Regions from separate parts of the Danio rerio genome. Here region 2 is linked to region 1. Evidence: chromatin contacts called from public HiChIP or PLAC-seq data. All regions are on one chromosome and are shown on one strand. Each heading gives the region's core, a stretch centred on a gene start, on an enhancer-like site or on the middle of the called end of the contact. The rest is flanking DNA. Distances are from core to core; before and after follow the strand shown. Region 1 holds the start of cep68 (centrosomal protein 68). Region 2 holds the start of msx3 (muscle segment homeobox 3).

The links. HiChIP or PLAC-seq counts read pairs in DNA pulled down with a chosen protein or histone mark.
Region 2: an H3K4me3 HiChIP or PLAC-seq map of gastrula embryo shows a contact between it and region 1, with 5 times the contacts expected there. The contact joins the promoter of msx3 here to the promoter of cep68 in region 1. A contact is called at or near these places in 1 of 18 Hi-C or Micro-C datasets (hematopoietic stem cells) and 1 of 4 datasets of contacts at active chromatin or transcription factors (gastrula embryo).

The regions. Positions count from the first base shown.
Region 1 is chr13:27,641,595-27,648,883 of GRCz12tu, forward strand. It overlaps cep68 (centrosomal protein 68), which reads right to left and starts at 4,394. Exons shown (of 6, transcript NM_001007171.1): 1 at 4,249-4,394; 2 at 841-1,223; 3 at 1-466. The coding sequence starts at 1,131. It also overlaps a transcript of slc1a4 not described here.
Region 2 is chr13:27,875,665-27,882,907 of GRCz12tu, forward strand. msx3 (muscle segment homeobox 3) reads left to right here and starts at 2,652. Exons shown (of 2, transcript NM_131272.2): 1 at 2,652-3,168; 2 at 3,572-5,083. The coding sequence starts at 2,763. The coding sequence ends at 3,987. znf511 (zinc finger protein 511) reads right to left here. Exons shown (of 6, transcript NM_001004531.1): 4 at 6,275-6,399; 5 at 6,020-6,184; 6 at 5,748-5,914. The coding sequence ends at 5,848.

The DNA of each region.
Region 1 (7,289 bases), core at 3,144-5,643:
TGGCACAGGCCCAATAGTTGGTCTGGTAAGCTGACATGTGTTTGAACCCATGTGGATGATTCTTATTGTAATACTGAGAAGATCCGGTGTTAATAAGAGAATCTCTTCCTCTATCCATAATCTCACCTGCTCTAGTTCTTACATTTGTCTTCAAATGAGACATATGATTGGACATGCGAGAAGTGCTTTTAGGACTTGATGTCCACTTAGGCACTGGAGGTGCTGTCAGGCTCAGAAAAGCAGAGGGCGGACTGGACAGACTGCGTTTGTCAGCTGAAGTGTTAAAAATAGTATCCTCGTCAAATGACCACCCTTTGAGGTCCGACATGTTCATGGAAGAATCAAGGTCATCTTTTGATAATGGTGGAGAGGATTTATAACATGGAGAAACTTCTTTAATACTTCTGAACGGCTGCGTGGGTAGACCTTTGTCCTTTTCTTTAGAGGTATCTGCTTTGTAACTGATCTGAGGAAATCAACAGAAGTTGAAAATGGTTAATAGGAAATCCTGGAAAACAAGAAAGAAGACTCGAACAAAACAAGGTTGCATTTATTGTGAAATATTGTCAAAGTTTAATACTGTTTTCATGTTTTTAATTTTATCTATGACGACTATGATGGATTTTGAGCAGTTGTCACTCCAGTCTTCACTATCACAATATCGTTTGAATGATTTCACATGCAAGTTTGAAACAAATTCATAAATCTCAATGACTGATTTAATAAAAATAAAAAAATTGTTTACAAAAGTTTGTTCGTGAATCTGAAAATTTGAACCTGTTTTCGTTAGTTACAAACTGGAAGTAAACTCTACTCATTAAAACATCATTAGATTCTTACCCTCTCTGAGTCTTCATGTGTGAGGGAGTTCTTCAGGATGGGCATCTGATATTGTGTAGAGATCAGTGGTTTTCTCATGGTATAGAGGCTTTTATCCGTCATATACCTGGAAACAGGTGCCAAGGTGACTGTCTTTTTGCTGCCACTCCTCTCTTTGTCTGAGTCTTTGGTCTCCTGGACTTTTGCAGGCCTTGTCCTCTCATCAGTTCTGCAACTGAGAGTTCCAGAGTGACCACTCCGGATGAACTCCGGGATCCTGGACTTCCATCTCTCATAGTTCTTGTTCTCCATCAGTGAGGAGGTGTATGATAAGGCCTTGTCAACTCCAAAAGCCACAGCAACACATCCGGACTCTGTGGTTCCTCATTTGGTCACAGTGACAACTACGAAGTCATAACCACACTGTGTATTAAACACTGATAAGCAAAAGCAGTACAAAAGTTTAATCTGAAAAATGTACAACAGGGCTATAACCAACATAAACATTGAAAAAGATCTTCTGTCTCCAGCGGATGTTAAAATGAGCAGTTTTTCCCCAACATTCATTCATTTTCCTTCGGCTTAGTCCTTTTATTAACCAGGGGTCGCCACAGCGGAATGAACTGACAACTTATCCAGCATATGTTTTATGCAGCGGATGCCCTTTCAGACGCAACCCAACATTGGGAAACACACATGCACACTCCTTCACACACATACACTACAGCCAATTTAGCCTATTTAATTGACCTGTCCTATAGAGCATGTCTTTGGAGGACGGTCACACGGACGAAACTCATGCAAACACAGGGTAAACATGCAAACTCCACACAGAAATGATAACTGACCCAGCCGAGGCTTTAACAAGTGACCTTCTTGCTGTGGGGCGATCGTGCTACCCACTACGCCACCGTGACTCCATTTTCTTCAACAATGCTTGACATTTTTACATTACCCTTATGAACTCCATTATTTAAAACTCAGATGACAAAAATGTCTAAAATTGATATATTTATCACTTTTTTTCTCTAACAGCTGGCCTGCTGCAGTGGTTTAACAGTGCTTGTCAATGTTAAAATGATTGGGATGGCCAATCAAATGAAAGTAGGCAGGGTTTCAGTTCACAGAGCCAGAATGTGAACTCCAGAGTAGTTTATCATTGAAACAGTGTGAGAATCATTGACAATCATATCCATTGATGAAAACTACTCAACTCTTTTGTTTTTAGTTGTCACAGTTTTAAGTGCAATTCATGCTAGTACTAATTTGATGATTCATGTGATTCTCAATTAAATTAATCATGTCTTTTGAAATATTAGTCAAATAATAAAGTTTATGCGTTTCAATTTAAAATTGCGAGACCTAGAATTTCCGAATGAATTAATTTTTATTTTTATTTTGGGGCTATCATCTAGACCAGTGACTCCCAAAGTGGGGAATACAGGACATTGAGGCGTGTAGCTTTGTGATTTCCAAAAATCATTTTTTATTATTAGGTTTAATATTTGGTATTAGGTTCAACTATTGGGATCACCATATTTTATCCATAACCCACAGAAATAGAATACAAAAAGACAATAGTAACATTAAAAAAACAACATGGAAATAAAAAGCCATCCACCTTTCAATTTTTTGTGACCTCTGGGATGAATATGTTATATTAAAGGCACAGCACATTGATTTTATGGCACCAGGTTAAACTTTCAGACACCTTTACAGCACTCACGTACAACAAAAATTAAATACAGGCCACAACCGAACATGGAGGATGGTCTCTGAGTGGCGTTCTCCAAAATTAAATGATGAATAGACTTGGGCCTATGTGTGCGCCGGTGTGTAAGGTTTATATAGTTATAACCACCTCAGAGAATATTGGGGTTCGTGAGTCACTGACATTGTAATTTTGGAGGTCACAGGCTGAAAAGTTTAGGAACCCCTGATTTGGACTAGTGTTTGCAAAATTGTAATATTTGTCAAAAAAAAAAAAAAAAAAAAGCACTGTGGCGCAGTGGGTAGCACAATAACCTCACAGCAAGAAGGTCGCTGGTTCAAGCCCCAGCTGGGTCAGTTGGTGTTTCTGCGTGGAGTTCGCATGTTCTTCTCGTGTTCATGTGGGTTTCCTCCGGGTGCTCCGGTTTTCCCCCACAGTCCAAAGACATGTGCTGTAAGTGAATTGAATAAGCTAAATTGGCTGTAGTGTACAAGTGTGAATGTAAGAGTGTACGAGTATTTCCGGTGTTGAGTTGCAGCTGGAAGGGCATCCACTGCGTAAAACATATGCTGGATAAGTTGGTGGTTCATTCCACTGTGGTGATCCCTGATTAATAAAGGGACTAAGCCGAAAAGAAAATGAATGAATAAATAAAACATGCATATATATTTATATCTAAATTAAATAATAATAACAATAATTCTTAGTGTAAAATAAGCTGTAAAATAATAATGTGACTGTTGTGAGTGTGATTATGGGTCAGATGAGCTCTAATGAATGCAACAGTGAGCAGACAAAGCAGCTTCCACTATTTCTCTGTGGAATACCAGACCAGGACAGTTATTTGATTGGCTGATGCGTCTGGTTTCCATGGCTACCGACAGAAAATGGCATGTCATGAGAGGTGATCACGTGAGGACATTTAAATCATAGCCTGCCTGCAAACAAAAGACAATCTCGGAACCTGCTTCATGACTTCCTTTTACTTTTATTTCCCTTTACTTGAGGACACATACCAGACTGTTACAATTGTTACAACCAAGATGTTGTTCTAGGACTGATCCTGTGGGTTACTATGGCACTATACCACACAAATCAGAAAAAAGAAAGTCATATAGGTTTGATTGACAGTTTCCTTGGCAACATGGTCATCAAACAACTAGCAAGAGAAAACACAGTGATTGTATATTATATACAGAGATACTGTTTATGGAAAACACTGTTATAACGAATCAAATATAAAATACGGAAATTGCAAAACAACTTACTTGTGATTCAATAGCTGAACAATGAAAAACAACAAAAAGATACGCTCAACAGGGCCATAATTACAGTAAGTCGTAACCAGTAAGTCGTAACCAATGTCATATGCGGTGCATTTAAAGTTTTACGTTAACGTTACTAACCCAATGAAAGCACAATATGCAATAATATCCCTGTGGTTGCTATTTATACCAAACTACAGAATAACTTTCCACAATTGAAACTGGGTTGCTTGGAACAGAAATAGAATGCAAATACAGTTACACGCATTAATAACTGAATAACAGTTACATTAATTGGGAACATTCCGTAACAGTCCACAGTGTAATTATTGTTATGGTAACGTTAGTCTATCAACCAGTAAAGCAGTCATACAGCGGCTTCACGCCTCTTTCGACATCACTTTCACTTAGAGTTCACTGCTGCGTAATAGATATTAAACTGCTTTTACATACCGTTTTGACCGAAGAAAGACCTTCGATACCTTAACGAACAACGTGCAAATGCTTAACAGATAAACGAATACACTAAATAAATAAAAACACTGCTGTTGAGGAATCCAGGCGGTGGAGGAACCAGTTCAGGAGGCGGGTCACGCAGCGTAAACTGTCGCGTACAGCCAATAGCGAGATAAAACTGGACGAGCTAAGGTTTCTCCGGTTTATTTATTTATAAATGATTATTTTTGAAGCACACGGCGGTACTCTTATCAAAGTTCTTTTTGTTAATATTCTAAAATGACCCACAGAATGACAACTGCTGAAACAAGACATTGACATGTGATACCTGTTACTTTTCTCAGCACTGACCAAAACCGACCAATCACAACCGTTTGAGATTATTACTATTATTATTATTATAGGCTTTTAAAAGACTTCATGAAAATGTATGTGGTTTAGTTTACGTATATAGCTATAAACATGTGATATTAAAGTACGCGATAAAAGTAACATAACATTGTATATGTAATTTAAAGATTTAAATGATTAAAATGTCTCCAGTGAGAACTAAGCGCCCCCTGGAGCGCCCACACCACAGGGCCCACAGAGGAATTAGTTACTTTATTAGTTACTTTATTCTGTCTGGTATCAACTGATTACATGTAATCTGGATTACATATCCAGAAAGTACATATAATAAGATTATGTTAGATTTTAAAATGGTCAAAATCAGATTAAAGTGTGATATGCAGTGATATGCCTAGTCTGTTTCCTCAATATTTTACTATCTATCTGAAATCTTCAACCTCTTGTATAAACAATTTATGATTAGTTTGTAGTTTTGATTTGTTAAATCAAAATGAAAAAGATCCAATCTCAGGTCACACCAACATGCAACAAATTATTTCAAATGAAATGAAATATTTTTTTCATTTTAGTTACATTTGTACATTTATAATTGAATTCTAGCTTTTCATCACAAACCCTCCAACATTATTTACAAATTTAATATTTACATGTACAAACCCTGGCAATATGGTTTTTAAGGCATTTTGTTGGTAACAAAGAAAGTACTACTTTTTCATTCATACTTTTATTTTTACAATATTAATAATCCAAAAGCAAGCAGTATAAATTACCTAATGGTCAAACTCAATTCCTGGAGGGCCGTAGCTCTGCATAGTTTAGCTTTAACCACCTCCAACTCGCACCTGCTTAATAGTCTCAAGTAGACTGAGAGCTGCATCCCTCCATGAATAGAGTTTGAGACATATGAGGCCCAGACAGAATCTGCAGACATTTTTTGCTATTTCTGCTGAGAATTTTGTTTTTAAAAAACCTACGGATTTATGTTAAATGATTTTAGGAATATCATAACTAAGAACTTAATATATGAAATAAAAAATAATACATTTTAACTTTTATTTAATGTTTACATTGCAAATCCAGTTAGATCCACTTATTTGGTAAACAAAGCAAGTTTCTCATATAATATACCTACGAAAAGACAGAAAATGTTATTTTACAAACTGTATTGTAAATAGATCATGTGAACATTTTGATATTACTATTATTATATCACAATAATGTTACTGAAATGCATTTAAAAACTGAATAAATATAAATTTACACACTTTGACACAAGTAAATAAATACACTCAATGATAAACTAAAAAACTGTGGAAATCTGCGGATTTCTGCACGCGCAGATTCCGTGTGGGCCTACCTATGACTTAAACTAATCATAAAGTTTATGTGAATGACTACGAATTTCATTATATACTTTGTAATCAGTAACAGGTTAGGCCTACAATGGGGTATATGGACACACACATTTAAATTCAGTCAGCCCTAGGGCTTCTGGTTACTTGTCATCCCATACAAAATTGCTGCGTTAAAGACAGACATCCCAAGTCTCCTGGAAGTATAAATTGGGTATCTGACCAAACAAGAAGCACTGCATTAAATTATATTTTTCTGTGCCTTGTCTTTAAAATTTATGGAAATGAATTTTACCCGAGAAATTTTAAAAAAATGTCAGCTCTGGCTAGTTGCTAATGACGGCACATGCGTTTAAACAGTCTGTCATCTCTTTTTACACTTTAACAACTAAATAAATGCTTGAATTACAGTACAACATCGATGCTGTAAAAGGAACCTTATGAAACTGAAAACAGTCACATAAACTTTTCACCGGAAGTTCATCATTGGCTGAAAAACATTAGCTGCGCATATAGCCCATTGGTGGTTCTCACAATGTAACAATAAAACTCTCGTAAATCAGAGACACAAATGCTTTTGGTTTAATATTAGGCAGACACACATTGGTAACAAGATAACTTACAGTTAAAAGAGACTGAAAAAGTACATGGAGAAAATGTATATAAAACCAATCAAGTGCTAATTAACAGCTTTTAGAGTTCACCTAAATCTTTTACATACATCTGGATCTTTAGCAACAGATTACGAAAAATAATCTTCAATGCAGTACAAAAGGCTAAACAATTACAATAAATTAAACTCATTCATACGTATCAAATCGTCCATCAAATGGTTTACTTCATAACTAATGACCAAACGCAAAAATTGGGCATAAGATGTACAAAATGTTCAACAATTATAATCCCACTGACCACAAGGGGTCACTATGTACCATGTGAGATGTTCTTGGGTCAAACGACAGCATATGTGTGCGTGTTTGTGCGTGTGTGTGTGTGTCTGTGTTAATGAGAACTGAGGTCTTTCAGGAAATGTTTGACCATACAGCATGTCTCACATCCTCAGGTTTAATATCACCAGTGACCCTGAGATTTATCTTAATTTCTGAGCTTCACTTAAAATTAGATTGTATTAAAAGCATAGAGCACAAGCTGTGGATCTGCTTCACGAGCACACATGCACATTTTTTAAACAGTCCCCGATAAATCAACAGACTATTTCATAATTTAACAGGATTTGCTATTAGGGACATAAATATTTACAGCAAATACTTTTCGGCTCATCTTCAAAAATAGTTAATGTTTCACACAATCAGTTAAAATAAAGATCAAGAGGTC
Region 2 (7,243 bases), core at 1,402-3,901, 230 kb after region 1:
AGCAATTGTTCCATTGGCACAGCAATAGTCGAGTCATGAGGGATTCCCAAAGAATAACATTGTGTGTTTACATTTCTAGCAATTATACTAACCTCAAGAAGAGTAACAGGAAAAATTAATTATTCAATAAAAAAGGTTGAGAGTCAAGGGAGACGGGAGGAAAGTTACGCATGACATTAAATTCCCCAGAGATGAAATAACGTCCTGAGATGACGGCAAAGGAAATCACTTAATAGCTATATAGAAGCAAAAGGCAACAGTGATGTCCTCAGATAAAAATCTTAATGTGGTCTTTTAACATATCAACTTTGACATTGGCTCTGCAAATATGAAAATCTTGGTTTGTTAACAAATAATGAGGACATTGTGGCACACAATATACGGTACATTGAGTCTGGCTTCTGGAAGTACCAGGATAATCATATATTTGTCTTCTATGTTCTTGTATAATCATGTGAAGCTTTAACAGTGCAGTTGCACTATTATTGTAAAAAAAATAATGTATCTCTTCCGCTAATGCCTTGCAATTTCCAAAAGCAATTAATTTAATCTATTGCACTCCATCTTCATTTTGCAGAAAGCTAAATGTGTTTTCCTATTAATAATTGTCTACAAAAAATCCTCATTAGACACTAAATTATTCCAATTTTGCATTAGTATAATATGGGCCTATAATTGTTGTTTTCTTTTTACATTTATATGAACTTGAAAGGTTTGTTTGGGCTCTTTCACATCTTAACCCTGTCAGCTACTACCATTTTGGGGTAATGAGTAGCACATAGACACACTACACTACTTACAGTATTTTGCTTTGTAATAAATCAGAGAACCACTTCCTTAGTAAATGTTTCAATATGTGCACTGGTTTTGAAGAACACTTGGAGTGGTATTCTCATGGGAGGAGGTTACATGGTCCCAGCAATTACATTCACCAAGGATTTCGCTGAAATTCCGCCTTGTCGAGAGCAGGGCAGGCACTCTGGATCAGCAAGAAAAAAGTTCAGAAAAAAAAAATCCAAAACTGTCATCGATCGCGATGGCTTGACCCTTTGGAGCAGGACGTCATCGACATGAATGTTTAAAATACTTATTAGAAAACAAAACAATTTTTTTTTTTTTTGCGTTAGACTAGGCCTACTTCAAAATTATTTCTCGAATAATGCCAAACAGTGAAATATTTAATAGACTGCATCAGTAATTTCCGTTAATTTGAACGATGAGCGTAAGAAGCCTTGCCAAACCTCGGTTTTGACAGATGAATCATGTGACTCTGAACTGAATCGTATAAATTACACATCTGGCTAATAACAGCTGGCCTAATATAGCAGGTCAACAGTCGAGGTTAACACACAAAAATAGGCTACGTTTCTAATAACATTTTTGATAGGCCTACTAAAATATCCCTGTCAAACAGCGATATTTTATTATACGAATGAATGCTTCTGAGATCTTGACAAGAATGTAACGTAAAACTCCCATCATAAATGTAAAAAAAAAATTATCATATTTTTTTATTTCATGAATTATGCCTAAATGCTAAATATGCGTACTACACACAATTAAACCAAATGTCACAGAAGTCGCTCATTTGGTTGATTTAGGCTAGACCGAAATCCGTTTAAAAAAACAGGCTTGTTTTTGGTTACTTTTTATCTTCTCGCAGTAAACTACAATGTAAACATGCTCTGATAATAAAAATGATCAAGTCTAAGTCTTCTAGAAGGAGACATATAGTGAGGCAACAGTTAACTGAGTGGTGCGCGCTGTCTGTGGGAACTGATTGCCCTCTGGCTATTGCCTTGACATTAAACTCTTCGAGGACAATTGGTTAAGTGGAGTTAACTGTTGCATATTCTCCCTGAGGTAGCTTCCTTTTTGATCTTGCCGAGACTGGCGCCTTCCAAAACAGGGCTTGTCTGCGTTATGAAATGCTTTGACTTACGGTGAGGGGTTGCCAGTTGCGCCTCAATGGAGGCTTTCTGCAGTCTTAAAGGGCCAAGACAAGCTTTAAATTGCTGTAATGCAGCGTGACAAAATCATCGTCAATTCAGTCACATCATTTTGTCCCGTCACATTTTACGGGAATCTTTGAAAGCGTTTCTTCCTCAGTTAAACATGATCCTGTTTATAATGTGAAACAGACGCATTTTTTAAAGTGAAAACTAAAATGCCAATCAAAAACATTTATTATTATCATTATTATTATTAGCTATTTTATGCATGTTGAACAAACACTTCTATGACACGTGTGATATAAAAATGTTCAGTTTATCCAGCGCTTTTATAAAGTAAATATCCCAGAAATCGTGGACGAAGAGGCCAAGGAAGTGGTTTGTTTCGCTGTATGTTTTCAATAAGAGTTCAGTTAATGAGTACGGAGGCCCGCTATACAGACATCCCCTCTGGTTAATTGCAACAAAACTTCTCAAATGGCTCCTTGCCTCCAAGACTGGAGCCCCCAGAGCAATCAATAAACCACCTCGGCAAGACAAGTATGATTAACCATGCAACATTTCTTTCAAAATCATTGTGACGTCTCAAAGAAACTGCTTGGACCAATCAGGACGAGTACGCGGAAAGTCATGTGGGTGAAATGTCAAGCCGATTGGAGGGCGGCAGGGAAAAAAGCGAACTTTTGGAAGTTTATAGCTGCGAGTGCGCTCTGCTTGGAGAGCGAGGCAAGCGTCGCAAAAGCGCGACGGCAGAAGGGAAGCGCTGCTGGACCAGAGTACAGTTCAGGACGACTCACATATTCTTGTTGTATGGCCCCTTTATCATCTATGATGAATTCTGAAGGGCCACTCTCCCAAGAAGGAAAACTACAGGAGCGCAAAAGCGCGGACAAAGAGGATGCTCAATCCAACGATAAAGCGGCTGTCAAAGGATGTAAAGGCAAAGCGCTGAGTCTCCCGTTCAGTGTGGAATCTTTAATATCAGACAGAACAAGCTCACGGACTTTATACACGTCTTCTGAAGCTGGTATTATATCTCCGACATCCGGTGCGGATGAGCGGCTGAAGCTCTCGCCCATGGCTCTTTACGCAGATAGGAAGATCCCAGTGGAGAGCGTCTCCAACCTCTCCGACTGCAAGAGAGGGGATATGGAAGAACTAAGTGACAAGGGACAGTCCGGCTGGTTTCAGACAACCTCGTACACTTCTCCGCCAAGTAAGCACCTCAGCAATAATTGTACATGATGATGCATGACAGTTTGACGATTATAAAATACATGCAGTTAAACGCGCTCAGGAATGAAGCTGAATAGCTGCTAATACATATACACAGACTTAAAAAAAAATTACACTACTATGTGATGTGCAGATGAAGATATTGATGTCATCTAATTGTAGAATTATTATCCAGTATTCCTGCTACGAATACGCATTCATTTTAACAATGAAAATTTAGTGAATACATTTTAAAAAAAATGTTCAGGCCTATGTATAATTCAGACCTTGGGGATAGACTAGTCTTTAAAATTAACTTCGGCAGAACAAAAAAGTATAAATAGCACCTGTTACCTTGCCAATGTAATTGTAATTAATCTGTTGAATGTTTTTAATAATTTCAGGGCATTCAAGTCCACCCCCCTGTACCCTCAGAAAGCACAAGAACAACCGAAAACCGCGGACCCCGTTTACCACCTCGCAGTTGCTCGCTTTGGAGAGAAAATTTCGTCAAAAACAGTATCTTTCTATTGCAGAGAGAGCGGAATTTTCCAATTCACTCAACCTCACAGAGACTCAAGTTAAAATCTGGTTTCAAAACAGACGGGCGAAGGCAAAAAGACTCCAGGAGGCCGAACTAGAGAAACTGAAACTTGCAACCAAGCCGTTATTACCTGCGTTCGCCTTTCCGTTCCCACTCGGAACACATGTTGGTTCTCCACCACTCTACGGACCGTCCAGCTCCTTTCCCAGACCTGCCTTACCAGTCCCGGGACTTTTCGGTGGGCCAGTGACCTACGGAATGTATTATTTGTCTTAACAGACTGAAGCACGTCCTTCAATTCACCGTCTGTAACTGCTGCAATTCTGCCAGTCAAAAGACGTGTGAAATTGCAAATATGTTTCCTTTATAGAACTTAAGCAAATGCAAAAATTTAAAATAAATTATTTTTGTAATCCACACGGTTTATTCCAAAAGTAATAGTACCCAAATTGGTTTTAAAAGTGCAATGAATATTCCCCTTAATACAGAAGACTTTATGCTGTATTATACAAGTATAGCCTACAGACACACCGCTATGTGAATAATTGTCTTAGTCTCAGAGAAAATATTTCCAGTAGATTATTTCAAGGGCACAGCCGATCTAGAAAGTTTCTAGAGCAGCATCATTTGTTGATGTGTGATGCGAAAATAAACTCCTGGTTTGTGCCAGTTCCAAAAAGCTCTTAAAGAAGACCTTATAATTACTATTTTTTTTTAAATTAAAGTGCTTGTTTCGACTGGCAGCAGAATAGGCCTATACCGTAAAAATAAAAGTTTTACTGTGTCATTGCTACTTTCCATAGGTCTGCCCTAATTGGGGCCTAAATGGATTGTAAGAGCCTTTTTTAAATTAATCCATGTATTTTCACTCAAACCAAATATTTTGTAGAATATTACAAAGATTGTGCTCAGATATCAAAATTAGCAAATTCTCTACTGCCAATCTGGTTACTTGTTTTTATTTCTGCCCGCTATTAGTTTCAGATATTCGATTTGTTATTTGGTTGGTCTTTATTGAATATGATCAACGAGAAACAGCATCTTCAATTACTCTATACTTTTTCTTCCCAAACCTTTTGGGACACAGAGTATTTTGGCCTGTGTTTTTTGATTTTCGCCTGTTTAGCCATAATCCCTTCAGTAGACTACATGTATGCTAGTTTGCTAGGTTGTAAGAATAATGTCTAGATTTTTTTATTATTGTAAATACACGTATATATTACAGATTTTGCATTCCCTTTGAACAAAAATACAAACAGAATTGCTGATATTTATACACTGTTTACATTTATCTTCTGTAAATTATTGTATATTTTATATGTATATACAAATTAGAAATAATCTTTTGCATTAAAATAAATCTTCACAGAAACTGATGTGTACAATGTCATTATTTAAAACCTTTCAATTCAACCTAACAGTCCTGCTGTTTTAATCACTTACGTTTAGTGAATCTAAATAAAAAGCGCTTTGTAACATTTGTGACAGCAACGCGTTGCTCCATATATTTTTCAGAAATCGACGATTGCAAAGGTTTAATTACAAACGATCAGCGCTAAATATACAAAACGAACATTTACAAGATACACGAACATGCTCCTAAAATTAATATAAAGATATAACAAAAATAATCTATTTACTGAACAGACCAAACTGTAACGGTGAGAATTCCTGGCCCATTGGGTATTAAACGCAAGCCCTTCATATAACCTCTACACGTTACAAAATTCAACCCCTGTAAATCTGATTCAAAAAAACATGTTTGTTGCAATTTGTCACAAGTTTTTTATTAGGTCCCCCATAATTACACCCCGTGTTTTTTACCTGAAGCATGAAGCGATTCAGCAAACAATTCTGTGCCATTCGTTGAAAGCAGCATCTAGAAGCACTTACATTTACTGCAATGCATAACATCCCTGAATTGAAATTAAGATACTCCGCTTGACATTTTACTTATAATCTTTTCACTACAATCATCTGTCAGGTTTTGCATTCTAAAGCCATATGCCACATAAGAAAAAAAAACCTTTTTAAAGTTTGCTTTCATGATTTTTATTATAAAAATACAGCTCTCAACAAACAAATGCTTTACTGAGCTCATGTGGTGAGCTGTTAGCGATGAAGAAAAGCTTTGGCCTATTTCTTCCTCCTTCCTCTGAAGCCTCTGACTGAGCCTTGACCGAAACAAATGGATGATGGAACTCTGAAGGAAAGATAATAATCAACAGATAGTTCTGATCACTGAGTCTACAGGGTAATGAAACTTAATCAAGTATTTATATTAATCCATGACCTAGAATCCACCCACTTGTATGAGTATCGTGGTTTTAGATTAGCTGCCTGCATTGGTTCTGTTTCCACAGGCTCTGGGGTCAGCGAAAAATCCATGGACTCAGAGCTTTCTTGTTGCAGAACGGTTGCAGAAACTTCCATATGTGCATCCTTCTTCTGTTGAGTCTTTTTTTCTGTTGTTCTGTTGATGTGATTATCATGCTTAAAATTAGCACATAATAAAAAAGCCAAAATGTAATGACAAAACTGACATTCTGTATTAACACCAAACCTTCCGATCTTCTTTGACTTGTCAAATCTGAAGTCCGCTGGATAGCTATGCGTTCTGATTAGATGATCTTTCCTTTCTTTGCTCGTTTTGAATTTCAGTCCACATCCTTCAACCAAGCACTCATACTGAAAAGCAATATTAGTAAAACAGAATTAACAGATGTTTATCAGAGAAAAAGCAGAGAAAAAAATATATTTGCTGGTTTAAATGGCGTATCGAGAGTAGGGAAGATATATAATGATATATGTACTAATATTTAATTTCACTTATTTTTGCTTCTTTTAAAATGAGTTTCAACGTTTTAAGCGCCAAAATGAATCAGTATTTCCTCAACCAAACTGTTCCAAAATTGTATTTAAATTTTTTTCTGCTGTATACAAAGAATATATTTTGAAGAATTTCGGTAACCCATAGCCACTGTCTGACATCCATCATAGGAAAATATACAATGAAAGTCAATGGCTAGCATTATAAAAAATATTATAATAAAAATAAAACGTGTATTTTTGGGCGTTTAACAGAAAATAGTCAAAGATGACAGAACTGTCATTTTTGTGTTAGAACTATTCCTACTACAACTTGCGGATGAAACCAGTAGATGGCAGCATTTCTCTTGGATCTAGTTAAATGTGAAGCTTACTTCTGTGAGTAAATGTTTTTACAGTTTTTCTAATCTGGTAGGCATTTACACAAATAATTCATATAAGAATTCTCTCTAATATATTTGTTTTATCAATCTGTGGTCAATTTATATATCTATAACAGTTAACAGTAGTCAACATATACACTGGATCAAAAACTTTTATCAAAGTGGTCCTAAAACTATTGACTTATTTAGAGGTTTTGCTAATGTCCTAAAAACAACAACACCCATTTTTAGCTTGACAATTTTGATCATTTTTTTATATACTTCAAATGATTTATCCACAATTCACACGATTCTATAATGAATCACGTGGCCACAATATA